2 separate regions of the Mus musculus genome follow, and region 1 is linked to region 2. The links are chromatin contacts, called in public HiChIP or PLAC-seq maps. All regions are on one chromosome and are shown on one strand. Each heading gives the region's core, a stretch centred on a gene start, on an enhancer-like site or on the middle of the called end of the contact. The rest is flanking DNA. Distances are from core to core; before and after follow the strand shown. Region 1 holds the start of Zfp873 (zinc finger protein 873). Region 2 holds the start of Hcfc2 (host cell factor C2).

Evidence for each region. HiChIP or PLAC-seq counts read pairs in DNA pulled down with a chosen protein or histone mark.
Region 1: an H3K27ac HiChIP or PLAC-seq map of embryonic stem cells shows a contact between it and region 2, with 5 times the contacts expected there. The contact joins the promoter of Zfp873 here to the promoter of Hcfc2 in region 2. A contact is called at or near these places in 3 of 39 promoter capture datasets (embryonic stem cells, pre-B cells and stem cell-derived epiblast-like cells) and 2 of 115 datasets of contacts at active chromatin or transcription factors (embryonic stem cells and pro-B cells).

The regions. Positions count from the first base shown.
Region 1 is chr10:82,046,734-82,049,712 of GRCm38.p6, forward strand. Zfp873 (zinc finger protein 873) reads left to right here and starts at 1,390. Exons shown (of 4, transcript NM_001319203.1): 1 at 1,390-1,496. The coding sequence starts at 1,494. Gm46195 (a long non-coding RNA gene) reads right to left here and starts at 1,315. Exons shown (of 2, transcript XR_001779681.1): 1 at 1,156-1,315; 2 at 1-853.
Region 2 is chr10:82,697,725-82,700,528 of GRCm38.p6, forward strand. Hcfc2 (host cell factor C2) reads left to right here and starts at 1,390. Exons shown (of 14, transcript NM_001368720.1): 1 at 1,390-1,582. The coding sequence starts at 1,420.

The DNA of each region.
Region 1 (2,979 bases), core at 140-2,639, 650 kb before region 2:
CTACATCTTGATCTGATTGTACCCAGTACAGGACAGGCTGTCTTCCCTAGGTAGCCACGAGGAGGCAGTCTCCCACACTGGATGAAGCTTGACCATAGGAGCCTCAACACCCACCTCGCTAAGTGCCACACATCTTCCAAGGCCATACCTACCCCAACATTGACACACCTGAGTCGTGCCAATCCCCATGGGCCAAGCACATTCAAACCACCACATTCCATTTCCTGGCCTTACATCCTTGTTTAAACACACAAGTCTATAGGGGCCATCATAGCCACAATGCAAAAGTCCCCATAGTATATCATAGTCTCAACAATGTTTAAAAGTCCAAAGTTCAGAGTCTCTTCTGAGACTTATGCAATCTCTTAACTGTAATCACCTGAAAAAAAATCTCAATCATAATGGAAATTGTGTATTTTCAACATCACAGGATGCACATGACCAGTCCAAAATTATAGTGAGGAAATACTGGACCAAAGCCAGACCAGAAATCAGCTGGGGAAACGCCAAACTCTGCATTTTCATGTCTAATCTCTAACTCCTTTCAGCTTTGGTGACTGAAACACAATTCTTTCTCTTGGCTGGCTCCACTTCCTATTAGCAGTTTTCCTTGGCAGGTATTCTATGGCTCTGGCATCTCTAATATAGTCTCCGAGGCAACTTCAACTTCACACCTTCTTGTTCCAATGTTGGGGATCCACACACATTATCTTCTGGGCTCCTCCAAAGGGCTTGAGTCATATCTCCAGCTCTGCCCTCTGTAGCACTCTGCGCTGTTCTTGGTGATCATCCCTTGGTTTTGGGCTCTCCAGTATGCTCTGGTCTTGTGCTCCAACTAGGCTCCATCAATAGCCTCTCAGGCAGACCAAGAGATCGGGAATGTAAAGGGTAGATGAAAAATAAAAATACATCCCCACCCCTAGGTAATCTAAATGGTTGGATTATAAAGGGAAGGGCCGCTGTGGGAAGCAGGGCTGTAGAAGTTCAGGGTAGGGTCGGGGCATGCCAGCCAACTCTGTAAGCAGTATGGACTGAGGGATGCAGGGAGAAGTTGACAGACAGCCTCTGCGCTGATAAAGTACCCACCTTAGTTTTTTATCCCTGGTTGTAGGACCTAACATTCTGTGCCCAGGAGGAAGAAGGGGAAATACCTACTGTGTGAAGGAGAAGTGCCGGAATGACTTTGCAATCCAGGCACAAGTTCAGCTGCAATGCCAATCTCCACAGCTCTGGGAAAGTTCTGTCCCTGCAAACCACTGTGCATTGTCCCTGTAAGGCACTCTTGACTCTAGAGTGTTAGCGCCTGTCACAGAGGCCTTATTAACCAATCAGAGCCTGGATTCGGACTGCCAGTCAGAACGGAGGCGGGCACTTCCGCCACCATGCTGCAGGTTTGACTGTGAGTCTTAGGGAAGCTCTTGTGGTTCTGTGTGCTGCTTTTTCAACTGCTGCTAGGAGCTGTGAGGAGAGTGGGTGAGCCCGGAATCCGCACCATGGTGAGCGGGGCCGCCGTCCCCACGCGGGGAGGATCTGCGGGAGCCCGGGGTGCGGGAACCGGCGGCGAGACGCGGGGCCCGGTGTGATTCCCTTTGTTCCCCCTGAGGTCCCCTCATCTCCCAGGCGGAGGCGGGACCTCTGATCGACTTAGTTCCCCTCTCTGCGCCTGCGTACAACTTGGGACGCCGGACCTGCTGTCCGCAAAGTGCAAAGCACCATTCAGTGCACGCGCATGCGCGGGTTTCACGGTAGCCAGATTTTCTGACTTGCAGAGCTCTAGTTTCTCTAGAGTCTTCTAGAAGTTCTTCACTTGGCATTTGCCATTCAGGTGTGGGCTCCATCTCCAGTGAATTCTGCGCAGGTGTAAAGTCTGTGCTATTAACACATTCGCATGCAGATGCCACCGTGGTCCAATCCCATGTGTAAGACCAGACTTACTGGGTTACCTACATTAACTGTGTTGCTGTTTCTGAGTGCTCTCTCGTGTTTTGTTGGTCTCTTTCTTTCTCAAACAGCACAGTCTTTATCGCAGGTGTAGGGTAACTTAGAAGCCAGACGGTGTCACTGTGCTGTTTATTCAGCCTTGTGTGTTCATGTTTTCTTTCATGCTGACCTTTTGTCATCGGCTTTCTGTCGTTCATTGCAGAAATCGTTAGACTCTTTAGTGGACGTTTGTTGAATCCATAGCTCAGATTGTGTCCTGCAATAATACTGAGACTTCTTGTCTACAATCTTGCAATTTCTCTCCTTTGATTGAATTCGTTGATTTTTTTTTTTTTATTATATATTTATAGTTTTGGCAACCGATATTTGTCCCACTTCTGTGTATTTCTGGCCATTTTATCCATGGTGACATATAAGAGATATGGGGATCTGTACTTTTAATTTACTACATTTGTTTCTTGTACACAAGTGTTTGGCTTTCTTGTATTTGTGTTTATCAGTTGGGTGTTTGGTGTCCATAGAAGACCAAAGAGGCCATTAGATGTCGCCACCAGGATCTAGGAATAATTTTTTACCACCATGTTAGTGCTGGGAACCAAACCCAGCTCTTCCACTAGAGCAGAAGTCTTAGTTGCTGAGCCATCTCTTCTGTCTTAAACTTGACAGACTTTGAAAAATTTGCATGTGAGTGTGCCCATTTCACAGGCTGAAAACTGAGGGTTAAGGTGATTGAGGTTTGTTAAAAGTCTTGTGTTTGGGAGTTGGGAGATGTCTCAGAGGTACTGTTTGAGACTCGGTCTGTTTGACACAAGCTAGAGTCAGACTGGCCTGTGGGCAAATGTGTAGGGTATTCTCCTGATTAATGATTGATATAATAGTGCTTACCCCACTGTGTTTGGTGCCACCATGGCCACCAGTCAAGATCATTTGTACTTTTGTGGCTAGGAACAATTGCTGAGGACCAGCCTCAGTTGTTTTGGGGTTCTTGAGAATGGGAGGATTGGACCAGTGTGAAGTCAAGAGTCTCAGGCAATGATG
Region 2 (2,804 bases), core at 140-2,639:
TGTCCAACCTTTCCTTCACGTGTTACCTACATTGGTGTTCTGTTCAGACTTTCTCTCCAACTGTGAGACAATTCTAATGTGTTTATTCTTTTTTAAGATTTTCTTTGATGAGTACAGGTGCGTTGCCAGCAGGTATGTCTATGAACTACAGACCCACCTGGTACCTGTGGTGGCCAGAAGAGGGTGTAGATCCCCCAGAACAGAGGGTTCCAGACCATTGTAAGCAGCTATGTAGGTGCTGGAAATCAAACCCAGTTTTGTTTTTGTTTTTGTTTTTGTTTTTGTTTTTTTGATACAGGGTCTCTCCATTTAGCCCTGGCTGTTTATTCACCATGTAGGCCAGGCTGGCCTCAAACTCTTACTCCTGAGTGCCATTCAACTCTTTCAAGGCACAAGGCTTGTGGCACTTTGATATAGCAGGCCTACAAAATAGACTCTTTCCAAATTAACACTGAGTTTGCAACTTTTAAGGGTTTCCCCCTTAGTCTTTTTGTCTAAGAATATTAACAACACTATAAAAAGAAGCCTCCGCATGAAAATAATGACCTGCTGTGATGGTCGATATTGCTGATTTGATACTATCTAAACTTACTTAGGAGACAAGCCCGTGGGCAGGCCTATGAGGTTATCTAGATCAGATTAATTAAGGTGGGAATAGATGTAAGGTTGAAATAAATTAAGGTAGAAATAAACTGGGATGCCATCCTGGACTAAATAATAAGGCAGCCCGGTTCCAGCATCCGTGGCTCTCTGCAGATGAAATTCCACCAGCCACTTCCAGCCAAGCCTCTTCATTATGATGGGCTTCTCAGTGAGGGGAAACAAACCCTTCTGTCCTTCAAAGGTTTTTGTCAGGGGATTTTTTCACAGCAACAAGACAACTAATACACCTAAATGAACCGAAAATCACCTTTGGGGTTATCTTTTGCTGTGTAGGCTTGTCACCTCCAAATCTGAGCCGTGCTCAGGCCCTGCACTTAGCCACCGTGTCCACTGTCCTTGTCCTGCAGTCTGGGAGACCCTCCTTTGAGATGACAGATTTGCCTTAGGCGCTCCCTGTGCTCTCATCACTTGGGACCTACACGGCAGGCAGCTCTTCTCCAGTGCCTGTGATAACAGTTTCCAGGGCGTGACGCTCCTACACAGAAGATGCTCCAAGTGGACCTAAAGGACAAAGCTGTAACCTCCTCCCCGAACACCCCACTGAAAGCCACAGAGAGGAGGGTTGGCAGGGTTGGCGGGAGGGGCTCCATCTTGGCGGAGCCCCGAGGGCCACGTCGCCACGGGCTGGGGGGGCGGGGCCCGCGGGTCACGTGCCGGGCCTCCCGCGCACAGCTGGAGGCGGCGCTCGTCCTCCCCACGAGCCGTGGAGCCCGTGGCGCGCGGGGCATTGTGGGCCGAGGGGCGGGGGTTGGGAAGATGGCGGCTCCCAGCCTCCTCAACTGGAGGCGGGTTTCCTCCTTTACCGGACCGGTGCCTCGCGCCCGGCACGGACACCGAGCCGTGGCCATCCGGGAGCTGATGATCATCTTCGGCGGGGGCAACGAGGGCATCGCGGACGAGCTGCACGTCTACAATACCGGTAGGCGGCGGCTCGGCGACCCCGCCTCGGGACCGCGGAGGGGGAGGGGAGGAGCGGCGGACGCGGGCCTGACAGCTGTCACCGCCGGGTCGCCGCTACCCCAGCCGGGCAGGCGGCGGGGGAAGATCGGCTGGGTCGGCAGCCCGAGCTCGCAACGTGTTGGAAGGCGGCTCGGTGCTCGCGGTTCCGCGGGCTGGACGTGACTCCACCGGTAGACATCGAGACACCCCGGCCCATCCCTCCCCGTGGACCCGAGACGGCGGGTTCCACGGCTGGGCCTCCACCCTAGGGCCGGTCACTTAAGGGGTGGAGATCCCGCCAGTGTCAAGAACAAAACCCACCCCAAGGCGGGCCTCGGTGGTCTTTGCCTTCCCCCAGCCCCCTTCTTAGAACCTAGAGAGTTGAGGGGCGGGGAGGTTCTCCTGGCTGCCTCTTCAGCGTAGGTACAGTTAGTACCGGGCGGAAGCCCGCAAGACAGTTCTCTAAACTCGCGGCGGAGAGAGTTGTGGGTGAACGCGGACTGGTCTCTGATTAGCCGATGTCTGTAGTGTATGTGCTCTGCCCTTCCGGGCTGGTCCTCGCCAAGGGGCTGTCATAGCTAAGGCACCGCTGCACAGCTCGAAGTGTCACTTGTTAAGGGGGCAGGTCTTGACCTCCGTGCTGGTTGAAAGTATATTTTCTCCACTTACAAGTAGTCTAGCAATCATAGGAAACTAGTTAAGGCTAGATACTGAATTTGGTGTCGTTTTAGTTCACAACCTACAACTTTGATGAAACAACTTGATCACAGTAGTCCTCTAAAAGCTAAAAACGGTAGGAGAAATTTTGTTAGTTTTGACTCTCCTCAGTACTCCAACAGAAAAAGTTTTGAAGATGTTTGATTTGGTATAGTGTAAATACCCTGGGCTTAGAAGAAATTGGGTCTGTTTTGAATCTTGCTTTGGCAATTGTTCTAAATCAGCATTAAAGTTACCACGTCTTTCTAAATCACAGGTTTTCCACTTCTTTAATGGGGGGTGACACCAGGATTTTTTTTTAAGAGTACAATGATGCAGAACAGGTTTTCTTTTCCTTTTTCAATACAGGTTTCTCTGTGTAGCCCTGGCTGTCCTAAGACTAGCTCTGTAGTCCAGACGGGCCTCGAACTCACAGAGATCAATGAGCCCCTCGGCCTCCCAAGTGCTTTACTCGGACTAAAGGCATGTGCCACCAGTGCCTGCCC